3 separate regions of the Mus musculus genome follow, and regions 1 and 2 are each linked to region 3. Evidence: chromatin contacts called from public promoter capture Hi-C data. All regions are on one chromosome and are shown on one strand. Each heading gives the region's core, a stretch centred on a gene start, on an enhancer-like site or on the middle of the called end of the contact. The rest is flanking DNA. Distances are from core to core; before and after follow the strand shown. Region 1 holds the start of Nek2 (NIMA (never in mitosis gene a)-related expressed kinase 2). Region 2 holds the start of Cr1l (complement component (3b/4b) receptor 1-like). Region 3 holds the start of Irf6 (interferon regulatory factor 6).

Evidence for each region. Promoter capture Hi-C pulls out the DNA fragments that hold promoters and counts their contacts.
Region 1: a contact with region 3 is called in a promoter capture Hi-C map of embryonic stem cells, with 2.0 times the contacts expected there. The contact joins the promoter of Nek2 here to the promoter of Irf6 in region 3. A contact is called at or near these places in 3 of 39 promoter capture datasets (embryonic stem cells, hematopoietic stem and progenitor cells and neural stem cells) and 3 of 115 datasets of contacts at active chromatin or transcription factors (embryonic stem cells, large pre-B cells and pancreatic cancer cells).
Region 2: a contact with region 3 is called in a promoter capture Hi-C map of liver, with 5 times the contacts expected there. The contact joins the promoter of Cr1l here to the promoter of Irf6 in region 3. A contact is called at or near these places in 5 of 39 promoter capture datasets (the 3T3-L1 cell line, 3T3-L1-derived adipocytes, embryonic stem cells and 1 more).

The regions. Positions count from the first base shown.
Region 1 is chr1:191,819,728-191,824,375 of GRCm38.p6, reverse strand. It overlaps Nek2 (NIMA (never in mitosis gene a)-related expressed kinase 2), which reads right to left and starts at 2,903. Exons shown (of 8, transcript NM_010892.3): 1 at 2,635-2,903; 2 at 2,012-2,229; 3 at 1,644-1,884. The coding sequence starts at 2,730.
Region 2 is chr1:195,129,525-195,133,626 of GRCm38.p6, reverse strand. It overlaps Cr1l (complement component (3b/4b) receptor 1-like), which reads left to right and starts at 2,057. Exons shown (of 10, transcript NM_013499.2): 1 at 2,057-2,439; 2 at 3,618-3,797. The coding sequence starts at 2,322. It overlaps Gm32313 (a long non-coding RNA gene), which reads right to left and starts at 2,183. Exons shown (of 3, transcript XR_865921.3): 1 at 669-2,183.
Region 3 is chr1:193,151,014-193,155,032 of GRCm38.p6, reverse strand. It overlaps Irf6 (interferon regulatory factor 6), which reads right to left and starts at 1,921. Exons shown (of 8, transcript NM_016851.2): 1 at 1,734-1,921.

The DNA.
Region 1 (4,648 bases), core at 1,654-4,153, 1.3 Mb after region 3:
CAAGGACAGGACATGCAGAAATTAACACTAAACACTGGATCCCTCTGTGAGAAGACCTGAGCCTCACCAAACTTTCAGTTACTGTAATGCTAAATCTGTCCACCTAACAGCATCTAAAATCACCTAGGACACAAGTCTCTGTGTATATCACTAAGGGAATCTAGACTTAGCTCAGCTGGGGAGACTCACTCTAAATGTGGAGGCACCATTCCCTGGGTCTGGGTCCTAAACTCATGAGCAGTAGCAAGTACCTGAGCATCTCGGTTCACCTCAGCTGCCTGCTGAGACAGCGTGACCAGCGGTGCTTTAACTTTGGGTCCAGGACTCCGTATGTTAAAAAAATAAAATAAACACTCCCAGGGAGTCTGAAGTCACCACTTTAGGACTGACATCTTCGGAAATATTGTTGCCTTTAAACACTATTCCCAGCTGAGCAGTGGTGGCTCACGCCTTTAATCCCAGCACTCAGGAGGCAGAGGCAGGCGGATTTCTGAGTTCAAGGCCAGCGTGGTCTACAGAGTGAGTTCCAGGACAGCCAGGGTTACACAGAGAAACCCTGTCTTGAAAAAACAAAAAACAACAAAACAAACAAACACTATTCCCCTTGGAAACATTGTTGCCTTAAACATTATTTGTAACCCTATAATTTAGCATTTTGTGGTTATTGAAGAACAAAACAAAAGCTGAGCAACATGGTTCACACCTCTAATCCCAGCAGCGGCAGGCAGATCTTTGTGAATTCCAGGCTAGCCAGAACTACAGTGAAACTCTGGGAAATGGGGGACACTGAAGATGGCTTAGTGGTTAACAGCACTTGTTGCTCTTACAGAAGACTTGGATATGGTTTCCAGTCTCTCAATCCATCCATAACTCTAGCTCCAAAGAGTCCAATGCTGTCTTCTGACCCCCTTGGGCATTTGGCACACAGGTGGCACACTTACATACATGTAGACCAAACACCCATACACATAAATAAGTCCTTAGTTCTCTTTTTCTTTTGAAAGCTCTAGTTGAATACAGAGAACTGTTTGCCAGGAAGTCTCTTTGAAAACAAATCTAGGAGGGGTCAGCGATTAAGCACCTGCTGCTCTTCCCGGGGGTCCTGAGTTCAAGTTCCAGCATCTGGTCAGACGGCTCACAGTTGCCTGGAACCCTGAGCGTGAGTGTGTGGGATAGGGTAAGTCCACTCCCTCTTCTGGTCTCACCATACACATAGCACTCACTCACAAGACACATATACTATATATACATAAATAATAAACATTTTTAAATACATAATACATATAAAAGACTTTGGGGTGTAACTCAAATGCCTGAGGGCCTAGGTTCAATCCCCAACATTAGGGGAACAAAGTCAAACTCAAACTTAAATTGTATTGTGAATTCTGAGCTACTGGATTTACTAGCAACCCAAGCCTCAGTTCTTTGCATCTGAATGCTTCACCTAAGATATTAAAAAGTTGAATTCTAGGCCAGGTGTGGTAGCTCACACCCTTATTCCCGGCATTTGGGAGGCAGAGGCAGGAGAATCACTTTGAGTTCAAGGACAGCCTGGTCTACAAAGTGAGTTCCAGGACAGTCAGGGCTACACAGAGAAATCCTGTCTCAGGGAAAAAAAAAAAGTTGAATTCTAAAATACTCACAGGAGACATGTAATAGGGTGTGCCAACAAACGTTTTTGCAAAACTCGTGTCGTGATTTAATATTCTAGCTAGTCCAAAGTCCCCCAGCTTGACATTGTGTTTGCTGTCCAGGAAGACATTGGCTGGCTTCAGGTCCCGGTGAAGCACAGTGTGGCCACCATCGCTCCTTCTGTGACACTCTTTCAGGGCCAGCGTCAACTGAGTCATCACTCGAAGGACAAACTCTTCCTCCAAGTACTGTCTGGAGAAAAAGCACATTTCACAACCCTGAATAAAAGCCATCTTCAATCTGGGGCAAGTCATTCAGAGCGTACAAACATGGAAGTTAATTATTATTAGATACGAACCGTGGGGCTCTTTCACCTTACCTATCCTTGGTCCCCTTTGAAATGACACTAGCCAGGTCCCCTCCCTCACAGTATTCCATTACGATGTACAGGGTTGTGTTGGTTCGGTCAATAATGCGATCATAGTAACTGACGATGTTTGGATGTTTCAGCTCCCGAAGCAAGTTCACTTCAGACACAAGCATCTGCTTCTCCACCTCCGTCATGGAGCCATAGTCAAGCTCTTTCCACACCAGGATCTGAAATACAACATTTCCAAGGTGTGAGACAAAGGGTGAAATTTCCAAAGTTGAAAAACAAAACACTAACAACTCAATGGGTGTGTCAGTGAGGGAGTCGAGACCGGGTTAATTTAGTGGGAAGACCCACCCGAAATGTGGGCGGTACCATCCCCAGCGCTTGAGTCCGGGACGGCGTGTGGCGCAGCGGCGAAGCAGGTCACGTGAGCTCGTCTTTCTGCTCGCCGCGGATTCGCGCCTCCACCGGTTCCCAGCCGCGGCTGCCCGCTCCACGAGCCCGTCCCTTCTTAGGAGGCTACAGCCCGGTCCTTCACGAGAGTTCAGGTGGCCGCCCTGCCCCTCCCCAGCGTGGGCGACGCTTGCTTCTCCCTAAGCCCGCCGTGGAAGGGCTGCCCGGCGCCTCACCTTGCCGTCGCTCTTCCTCCGAATCTTCTGACAGCGGCCGTAGGAGCCGGTGCCGATGCTGTGCAGCACCTCGTAGTCCTCCACCCGGGACGGCATGGCGAGCGGCCACCCTGGCAACCACACCACCGCGCCGCTCGGAGCCCAGGCTCGCCCGCTGCAGGCCAACCGCGCCGAAACCCGAGCCCCTCGTCTGCCTGCCTGAGTCGGCGAGCAACCGGCCACCGGGTCAACCGTCGCGGGCTTCGGCCTCGCATTCTATTGGTCCACAGCGAAGGTGCATCTCAACTCTGATTGGCTGAGAAAACACAACACTGCTAGGCATCCTGGGAAAATGCGTGTCGCTAGGCAACCGCGTCGGCGTTGGTGTCTGCGTCTAGCTGCTCTACGGAATACGAGCCGCGCCGAAAACCCCTGGGATTTGGGATCGCAAAGCCTGTTGGGGCCTCGGTAATTCCATTCCTTGGCTGAAGTCGCTATGGTAACGGATGTCCGAGGCTCTGGACTGGAGACACTGGCCTTTTGACCTTTCCACTTTGACCCCACCCTTTTCCGACTCCTCTGCACTCGGGTCCTGAACCTAAGCCCTTGTGTGTTGAGGATTTGATGACCCTGAGGGTGCGGTGAGTGCACCGAGCACTTTATAGTCCTCACACCTAGAGAGCCAGAATCCCTGTTCCAGCCCGGCTTGGTGGCGCGCTCAGGCAGATCTCTGTGAGCTTGAGGACATCCAGAGCTTTGTAGAGGGTCCCTGCCTTACCCCCACCCGCGAGAAAGACACCCCACGCCCAGAGAGAGAGAGAGACAGAGAGAGAGAAACTAGGCCCAACTGCCCAGAAGAGAACTAATTAAAAAATAATAAGAATAAAGGATATTCATAGTAATAACGCAGAGTTGACATGTGTTTTCTGAGCACAGTTAGCATAGTCTAGATCTCTGAACATTAAACTGAGAGACCTGTTGAACATAGAAACGTATCCAAAGCTTAGGGACTGAGTATGGAAGCATTCAGAACAGAGTCACCACACTGCCAAATTGTACTTCTAAGACATCTACCAAAAAAGTGTGTTAGGAAAAAAAAAAAAAAAAAGGTGTTCCCTAATAGCCAATCCGGGAGCTGCATGCAGTTTGCTGACTTGAGCTCACATAGCCAGTGACATGGCCCCGCTTTGACTTGGGGAAGGGGAGCTAAAGGCTTCCATCCAGAGCAGGTGGGGGGTAATGTGCATTACCAGAAAGCTAATAATCTGCTGCATAAATGGGTCATTGTTCTTAAAATATCTGTTCATGCTGTGATTGAAAAAGAACCCAATGTCCTATTAATAAGAATTAGAAGCCTCCTTATGTTAAAAATAAATGTATTTTGTGCGCTGAATTTAGTATAAGCTAATTGGAATTGCCAGCCAGGAGAACTTTTAAATTAGCATTCAAGGACATTGTCACACCTCAAAGGGGTAGGATTAATTTAGGTCTCAGAAATTATATAAGGAGCTACAAATGCCTGAGGTCATTTATATGGTGTGTGTGTGTCATATGTGATGTGTGTGGTATGTTTGTGTGTGTGTCGTATGTGATATGTGTGGTATGTTTGTGTGTGTGTGTCGTATGTAATGTGTGTAGTATGTTGTGTGTGTGTGTGCTGTGTGTGTTGTTTATGATGTGTAGAGTGTTGTATGTGATATGTGTAGCATGTTGTGTGTGTGGTGTGTTTGTGATATGTGGTGTATAGGCGTGTGGTGTGTATGTGATGGGTGTACTGATGCTTATGTTGAGTTTGTTGACCAGCCTGCTTCACACACAACCTTTCATCTTCTTTCTAGACAAAGAGCTCTTACTCTTCGCTCCAAACACAACACACTTTCTCAGCTTCTCAAGACTAACTTGGTACTTGTCCTTCCAGTTGTTAGAAGTTCCACTTGCATCCCTACCTCGTGCCTTACCCCACCTTGGTTACTGTTGATTGACAGGATGTAGAATCACCTAGGGGGTCAAGCCTTTGGGTACACTTGTAGAGACA
Region 2 (4,102 bases), core at 808-3,307, 2.0 Mb before region 3:
CTGTGATAACTCCAGCCTGTGTCAAGTTGACACACAAAACCAGTCAGTACAGTCCCTTACAGTAAGACCAGTTGTCACTAATTCTTCGTTTTTCACTAGCCACACTCAGCGTTAGAGCAATGGAGGCAAAATAATAGAGAATTGAAATTTTTGTTGTTCTGTCCAATAAGTACTGTAAGTGAAGGTGTATATAAAATGGTGACTGTAAGGATGGAGCACAAACTTAATCTAGCAAGAGACCAGTTGTGGCAGGTCTATGGGTTTGCAGACACTGTGAAATGGAGATTTTGAGAATCAGGACACTGGGAGTGAACCAGAAGGGTAGGACTTGTGGTTAAGAGGGATAGTTAAGCTCATGGAGAGGACACAGTTATAATGACAGTTCTAGGATATTCTCATGAGCCTTGGTGGCATAGTAGAGTGGAGGACAAGATCATAGGCAAAGATAATTTAAGGAACGGTGAAGCCAAGCATGTGGAAAAAAGTTTCTGTAATCTTTGAAGCCAATGAGGAGTGAGAGAAGAGGAGCATTGTTGGAAGTAAATATCAGCCAGGAGCTAAACCCATCAAGGACTCAGGGAAGAAAGTGGATGCTAAAATGTAACCTCCAAACAATGTGGGGATAGCAGTGTATTCTGATAGCATATGGTGCAAGAAAGTATACTTACCTGCAATATAACTTCTTCCATACTTTTTCGAGAATAACTTAAATTCTAAATCCAAAGTGCTAGCAGGACTGGTTCCATATGAAAGCTTCGGGGAAGAATCTGCTTATTTGTTCCACATTTTAGAGGCTGCTATCATTTGCTCTCTGGAGGCAGCAACTTTGATCTCTGCCCTCATTGTTCTTCCTCTCTGATTTAGGACTATGTTCCTGTAAGGTTCCTTAGGGTTATTAAGCCCACTTTGGCAGACAGGATTACCTCCCCACTTAAATGTTCTTGATTTAATTTAATTAGCCATTTCTTTTCCTGCCGTATAAAGTACCTATCACAGGTTCTGAAAACAGAATGTGGACATGTTTGTTCGCATGTCCTATTTCTCTCTTGGAATATTTGAGTTCTTAATTCTATTCCCCAAACTTGGCTCTTTATATTTGTTATTTCTAGAAGCACTACCACCAATCTCTGAGTAGGGCTCTCTCTCTCTCTCTCTCTCTCTCTCTCTCTCATTAGTATTAAGAAAGGAATTAAAATTCAGTGCAAATCCTGTTTATTCCATTTCTGAAAACTTATTAATTGTTCATCTGCCATCAAATCTCACTTGGATGATGGCAAGGCCTGGCTTCGCTCCCTGATTCATTACTGCACTATCCTGGTCTAGGCTGAATAGCACTGACATGGTTGTGAACAAAAACTTCCGGAAAGAAACTGCGTCTGACTGTGAAAGGAAATTCCTGAAAGTTAACTGTTTCTGCAAAGACTATTGGCTGATTAGAATTTCAGTACTCTGGAGAGATTGCAATTTTGCTGGTCCAGAGACCAATAATTACCTTATCTTGGGCTAAGTCAGAACTAACATCATGATACAATAGATACAAAACAAACAAACAAACAAACAAACAAAACCACAAACAACCTTTTAGAATCTACTGACTTATCAGGCAACTAGCTTCTACCAATACAAAAGCCGAGTGCCATTAGAGTCATCCTGAGCCTATAGAAAAGCTTCCACTACCTGCTTCTTGTATGTACCCAACAATATATTTTAAACTTGCCTTAATTTGTGACTTTCTCTGCTCTGTAAAACCACAAAAACTTTATGAAACTGCTTCCATGAAATTTGGGGTGACCATATCATTGTTCCAGGGTCATGATCACTCAAAATGGCTTCAGAATAAACTCCTAATCCTTTTAAGATGAGAGCTATGGTTTTTACCTTTCATTTTTTGTTTCCAGCGGCACGTTACATCCGAATTCATCATAAGGAAATAGGTTCTTACTGTATACTAGACAGGGTATGCAACTGTCAGCTCACTGTTGCAGATTAGGGTTAGGCTCCACCCTTGCAGATTTTTAAAAGGAGTAAGGCCGGGCTATATGCAAACCGAGTTCCCATAATGCCTTGTTTTCTTTGGAGTCGAAGGTTCCTGCAAGTGGAAAACTTCCTGGAGCTGACCTACTAGGTATTGAACCAGTTTCTGCATTGCTGAATCAATCTCCCAAGGGTAATTCCACAGAAATCCCAGGGGCTTGGAGTAAACAAGACCGCGCCTAGCCCAGCTAGAGGAAGTTTTATTCCGGAACCCAGCGCCATTTCTGGGTGGGACTGCTTTCTACACCATTTGCCGTAAAACGTTGTTTGAGAACGGTGTGAGGGGAATGGAGGTCTCTTCTCGGAGTTCAGAGCCTCTGGATCCGGTGTGGCTCCTTGTAGCCTTCGGCCGGGGAGGAGTCAAGCTAGAAGTTTTGCTGCTGTTCTTGCTGCCATTTACTTTGGGTGAGCTGCGGGGAGGCCTGGGGAAGCACGGACACACGGTTCACCGGGAACCCGCGGTAAATAGGCTCTGCGCAGACTCCAACGCTGGTCTGGGCTGCCTGTGAGTGCTCAGCGCCCCTTTCCCATGGGTGAGCGTGGGGCGCCCTCTACCCAGATCTTGGGTCGTACGCAGCCGGCAGGAACGCGTGGTCTCCCAGCTGCTTGTCTTTATTAGCTGTACGCTGTGCTTTTCTGTGCTGAATGTAGTGAGAGAAACGGTGTGGGGAGCAGGGGGTTGCAGGAATATTGAGAGATGCAATTTCTAATCCTAGAATTTGGTTATGAGGAAAGTTAATATTTTTGTGTTTCCTTATCTGTGAAATGGAGATATTGATGTCTTTCGTGGTATTGGTATTTAATAGGTGCCATCAAATATCTAACCCAATTTCAGCTCCTTAATTTATTTCTATCTTGAGACATTCCCTATGCACTTTCTCCGAAGGCCTAGACAAACAGGCCCAGGGATACAGTTTTCACACAGTGAGACTGTGTACTTTATCTCCCACCCCAAATCCTCATTAACTCCCTTGAGCTTCCACTTTAAGGAAGGTCCTTCCACTCCCACTCCAAGGTAAGATTTGAAAAGCTAGCAAGCCTCAAGGTGCAATGAAATATTTGCAAGTAGAAAAGACTGTAGAATTTACATATTAAATTTTACTGATGGTTAAGAACAAAATAGAGTGCCCATTTTACCCACCATGAAAGTTCTAATTTCCCTTTCCTTTCTCCTTAATCAGAACTTTCTAAGAGAAAGACTTCCTTGAAGTCTTTTGCATTGTTTGTTTTTTATTGTATTTCCAAAGTTAAATGAAAATGATTTTTTTCCAACATATAGTTATTGGTTACATATTATTTGACTCTCTCTGCCACATAATTAATGCTGCTAAGACTTAAAAGAAAATAACTGAGTCTAGAAGTTAAATCAAAATATGTATTGGAAAGTACATTAACAAAATGAAATGCAGTTTCATTTTTTAAATTATATTATTTTTTCCCCGTTGACCATAGTACTGATCCATTCCTGAGTGCCAGAGAGGAGGATCATGCATGGTCCATTGTAGCTAGCTGGAGAACTGAGAGTATGAGGGATGATGCAAGTTCTTTTATCCAATGTAATGTTGCTGTGTCTCATTCAACAGGTCACTGCCCAGCCCCATCACAGCTTCCTTCTGCCAAACCTATAAATCTAACTGATGAATCCATGTTTCCCATTGGAACATATTTGTTGTATGAATGTCTCCCAGGATATATCAAGAGGCAGTTCTCTATCACCTGCAAACAAGACTCAACCTGGACGAGTGCTGAAGATAAGTGTATACGTGAGTAACTGCAGAAGAGGCTCCTTTGTGCCAAATAGTAGAGTCGGCCTCAGTTTGTCTGGATTTTAGATTATGACTCATTATTAGTAATCTTATCTAAGGTATATAGTACATGTGGATCATCATTCTTGTCAGTCAAGTCTTTTTAACTGTGATTCTGTCTTCTCAATTGTTAATAAATTTAATAAGAATGATTGTCACAGGGCATGCTTAAGAGAAAATATCATCAGAATATTTCACTTAGGGTGTCTAACTTTGCACAAGTGTCATTAAGTAATGATTCTGAAACAAAGTGTATTTAATAA
Region 3 (4,019 bases), core at 672-3,171:
GCTGTACAGCAGTATCTCCACTCCATAACACACAGACACAAACCAGGGAAGATATTGCAAGGTACCATGATATATGTAGTGCTTCTCTCTCTCTCTCTCTCTCTCTCTCTCTCTCTCTCTCTCTCTCTCTCTCTCTCATATATATATATATGTATATATATGAGAGAGAGAGAGAATCACCCACATTTTGTTTCGATTCCCAATTATTTAAAACTGCAGCAGCATTTTTCTATACCACAAGACAGTGACACTTCTCAGGATGAATAGCAGCGCCATCCTCCACATCAACACAGGCTGTATAGTGTAACCTGTGTTATCCCACCCTCAGGATCCAAGATGTGGTGTCAGCCCCATTTGACAGCTGAGTTAACTGAGGCACAGGGATAAGGTTAAGTGGCCTCTACCTTACCTCTGGGATGCACCAAACCCTGCCTTTGTGCCCTGCACTCTGAGCCTCCCCCATTCTACACATAAACCAACAAGGACCCCAGGAGGAGCCACCAAATTGAGAGGAAGCGATTAAAGACATCTAAATCAGACCTCTCTAAACCTTCAGGCCACTGAAACTGTGCCCTGCCATCTCCAGCTGCCACCACATGAAAATGAAAGGTCTGTTTTCTCTGACAGATAGGAACCATCCAGTGATAAGACCACCACCCACCTCCTCACTGTGAGCAGAGGGCAGGGGCACTTTCAGGCTCCTGGGGCACGAACTGTCCTCATTGTCTGTTCCAGGAGTGGATCCTAGACCTCAAGCTAGAAGGCTCTGGTGGTTTGGGCCAGGTCTCAAAGGCAGCTGTTGGGACTGCCCTAGTTTCCCATTCTTCCTGAATGGAACTGAAATGCCAGCTCCATGAATTTTCACCTTGCCTCGGAGTAAATGCTATTCTACTGCTCACATCCTCACACACCTCCTCCCTGTGGGTTTGGAGTTGGTGGATGACAAGGCCAAGCTGTAGGCCACTGTGCTGTCATGTGTGACACACAGATCTAACTAGCAACTTCACCAATCCCTGCCCAAGCACCTTCGCCCTCTCCCTTCCCTAGCTTCCATCTTGATACCCACCAAGAAAACAGGGAAGGCTGGTTACCACTTTATCACCGAGCGAAGCACGGCAGCCCAGGCCTCCCTTCCAGGCAGGTATGGGAGGCTTTCTGCTCTCCGCGCACCGCCTCCAGCCCCTTCAGGCCAGGAGGGCCTCACCCGGCAGAGCTGCCACGCCTGGCGCCACCCTCCCCAGCACCTAGCTTGGCTACCTGGAACTCCACAGACATCTCCCAGGCCCAGTGTGAGCGGCCTTGACTGTGTTAAGACACTCGGAAAAAGGAAAACAAATCCGACCAAACCCTAGGTCATCCTCATCCCGATTTTCCCTAAACAGCCACTAGAACCCAGGGCCTCGGGGCCTGGGAAGTCCCCGCTGGGACAGAGGAGCCAGCCTCAGAGTAAGCTAGTTAAAACCGGAGAGGCTAGGGTGGAAGGGATTCCTTCCTTCCATCCGATGGTGGAGCAGGCGGAGCAGAAACAAGCTCTTTCTGCGGGAGGGGATCAGAAGGGGCCCGGTGCCGTCCCAAAACTACTTGAAGAAGGGTGCCCAGCGCCCAGCACCCAGACTGGTGCGGGACACGGAACCCAAGCCGGCTCCCCCGCCCACATCAACTCCAATGGGCCCGGCTCCACCCGTCAGGTGTCTGTCCTCCCTCAGGTGGCTTGCCAACGCCGGCGTCCCCACCTGGCCTCAGTCCGTGCTCAGGAGCAGGTGCACAAGAGTTCACACCGCCGCAGCACAGGAGCTCCCCCGACGGCTAGGTGCGGCTGGGAACCGCGGGCTCCTCTGCGGCCGGCACAGGCCCGCACCTGCCCACCTCGGTGCCCAGTGCTCAGAGCCTAGCCCTGGATGCCACAGCCCCTGCACGGTCTGGTCACGCCCTCCAGGTGTGGCCACATCCCCCGGAGTTCAGGATTGGTGCATTGCGAGAAATCTGATCCTCTGCGTTCCTGGGCCGCCGGCCCCGCCCTGCCTCTTCGTCACCCTACGCCCCTGCCACCGAGGGAGCGGTCCCTGTGTGGGCCTCACCCTGCGGGTGTCCGATCGTCCTGGGGACTTTGGGGGGGAGGGTTCTAGGAGTTCACGTCGAAATAGAAGAGCGTCGCCCCTCCCGTAGTGACCCTGCACAAGTGAGGGTTCTGAGACTGGGCCCCAGAACTAGCACGAGGACCTGCGTAGGTGGACTTGGCTTTGAGAAGCTACTCCAGGACTTGTCAATGCACCTTCCAGGACTGCCCGTGGACCCCGTGTTCTACCTTAAGTTCTATCTATTCAAAGGCGACCGCAATTTTCACTTTTTCCATTCTCCATGAAGTGCTAGTTGAAAGCACAGACCCTGGAGCCAGTTGTGGCGTTCAAACCCCCACCCCACCTCGCCCCTGTCTTTATCGGACACTAGAGACCTAAGAAAGTTTTCTCAGCAACCTGAGCTTCCGTTTCTTTTCTGTAGAGTGGGATTTCTAAATCGCCTGCCTGGTAGATTATGTGGGCATTCAATATGTGTCTATAAAGTACATAGCACGTTTGGTTATTATTGAAGTGAGGGTAGAATATCCCACAATACCTTGCAGAGTAAGAGTCTTTTCTGCCACCTGGAGTTCATGTCCTGTGTGCCTGACAAGTGCCACCCACCTGCCCTATCCATTGATCAACTATGAAAGCAGCGTCCAGGCAGTGAGGCAAACCCTTCACCACCAAACGCCGCTGAAACAAGGAGATGGAACATGGGCAAGGCACTTAGGAGGAAGACTGAGGGTGTAGCTCCTTTTTAGAGTGTTTCCCTAGTATATCAAGGCCCTGGGTGAGAACCTCCCCACTGTCCTAAGAATAACAGCAATGAAAGGCGTCCACCACTCAGGAGACTGAGGTGGGAAGACCAAGCCTTCCTAACCTAATACTGTATAGAGTGAAGTTAGTATTAGTTGTCATCTAGACAGCCAGAGGACAGCCCTCTGGACAATGGGGGTGGGGGTGGGATGGGGTTGTATTGATTAAGGTTAGCCTCTGAGAATGTCTTCGAGGGATTGTCTTGATTAAACTAATTGATGTGGGAAGGCCCATCTTAATTGTAAGCAGAATCATTCACTGAGCAAAAAGTGGAGAAGCTAAGCCAAGCTTTAGCGTGTGTGAATCTCTGTTCCCAGCTAAGGAAACTTGAAGCTCCTGAATATTGAAGCCCCAGGATTGACAGGCTGTGCACTCTTGAATGCAGTCAGGAAAAACTTTTCTCCCTTAAGTTTCTTTTTCTGGTTATTTTTATCACAATGGGAAGGAAAAAGAAGACAGTGAGTTTGAGGCCAGCCTGGGATCCATAGTGAGACCCTGTCTCAAAACAGTAAAATAAGATGATGAGGGAGAAATTGCAGATTGGTGTTGTGATCGACTGAGGGAGGGGCCCCCCAGGACCAGAGTGCAGCTTTATTTGGGTGCTTAAAGAAGTGATGGAGTCAAAATGAGGTCATTGTGTTGGCTCTAATCCAATATGACTGCTGTTCTTATAAAATAAGGAGAGTCGTACAGAGGCAGAATGCACAGAATGAATATGATTCAGAGATAAGGGAGAAGACGTCATTGAAATTCAAAAGCAGAGGCCCAGAATAGCTTCCTTCCTCCAGTCCCCAGCTGAATAACAGCACTGTCCTTCTAAACGCCTGAATGACAGGACAGTAAGCCGTCTGTCTGTGGCATCTGTTCGTAAGTTAATAGAAGTTGGCTGGAGAGCCCCTGGCTGGTGACAGATGTAGCTTCGCTCCTAGTCCCAGCTCAGTTTGGGATGTCACCGGGCAAAGGCTTGGGACAGCAGAGAGGTCTGAAGCCTGACTCAGCCAGCCTCTACTTCAGCCACTGCCTGTGACCACTCTTCCCTCTGCTCAGGGGAGGGGCTGGCTCAGCACTCCAGCCTACTCTCTAGGACTGATGCTCGGGAAAGCTCAGGTCTTCCCTGGGGAGAAGGGGGAAGGCTGACCCTTG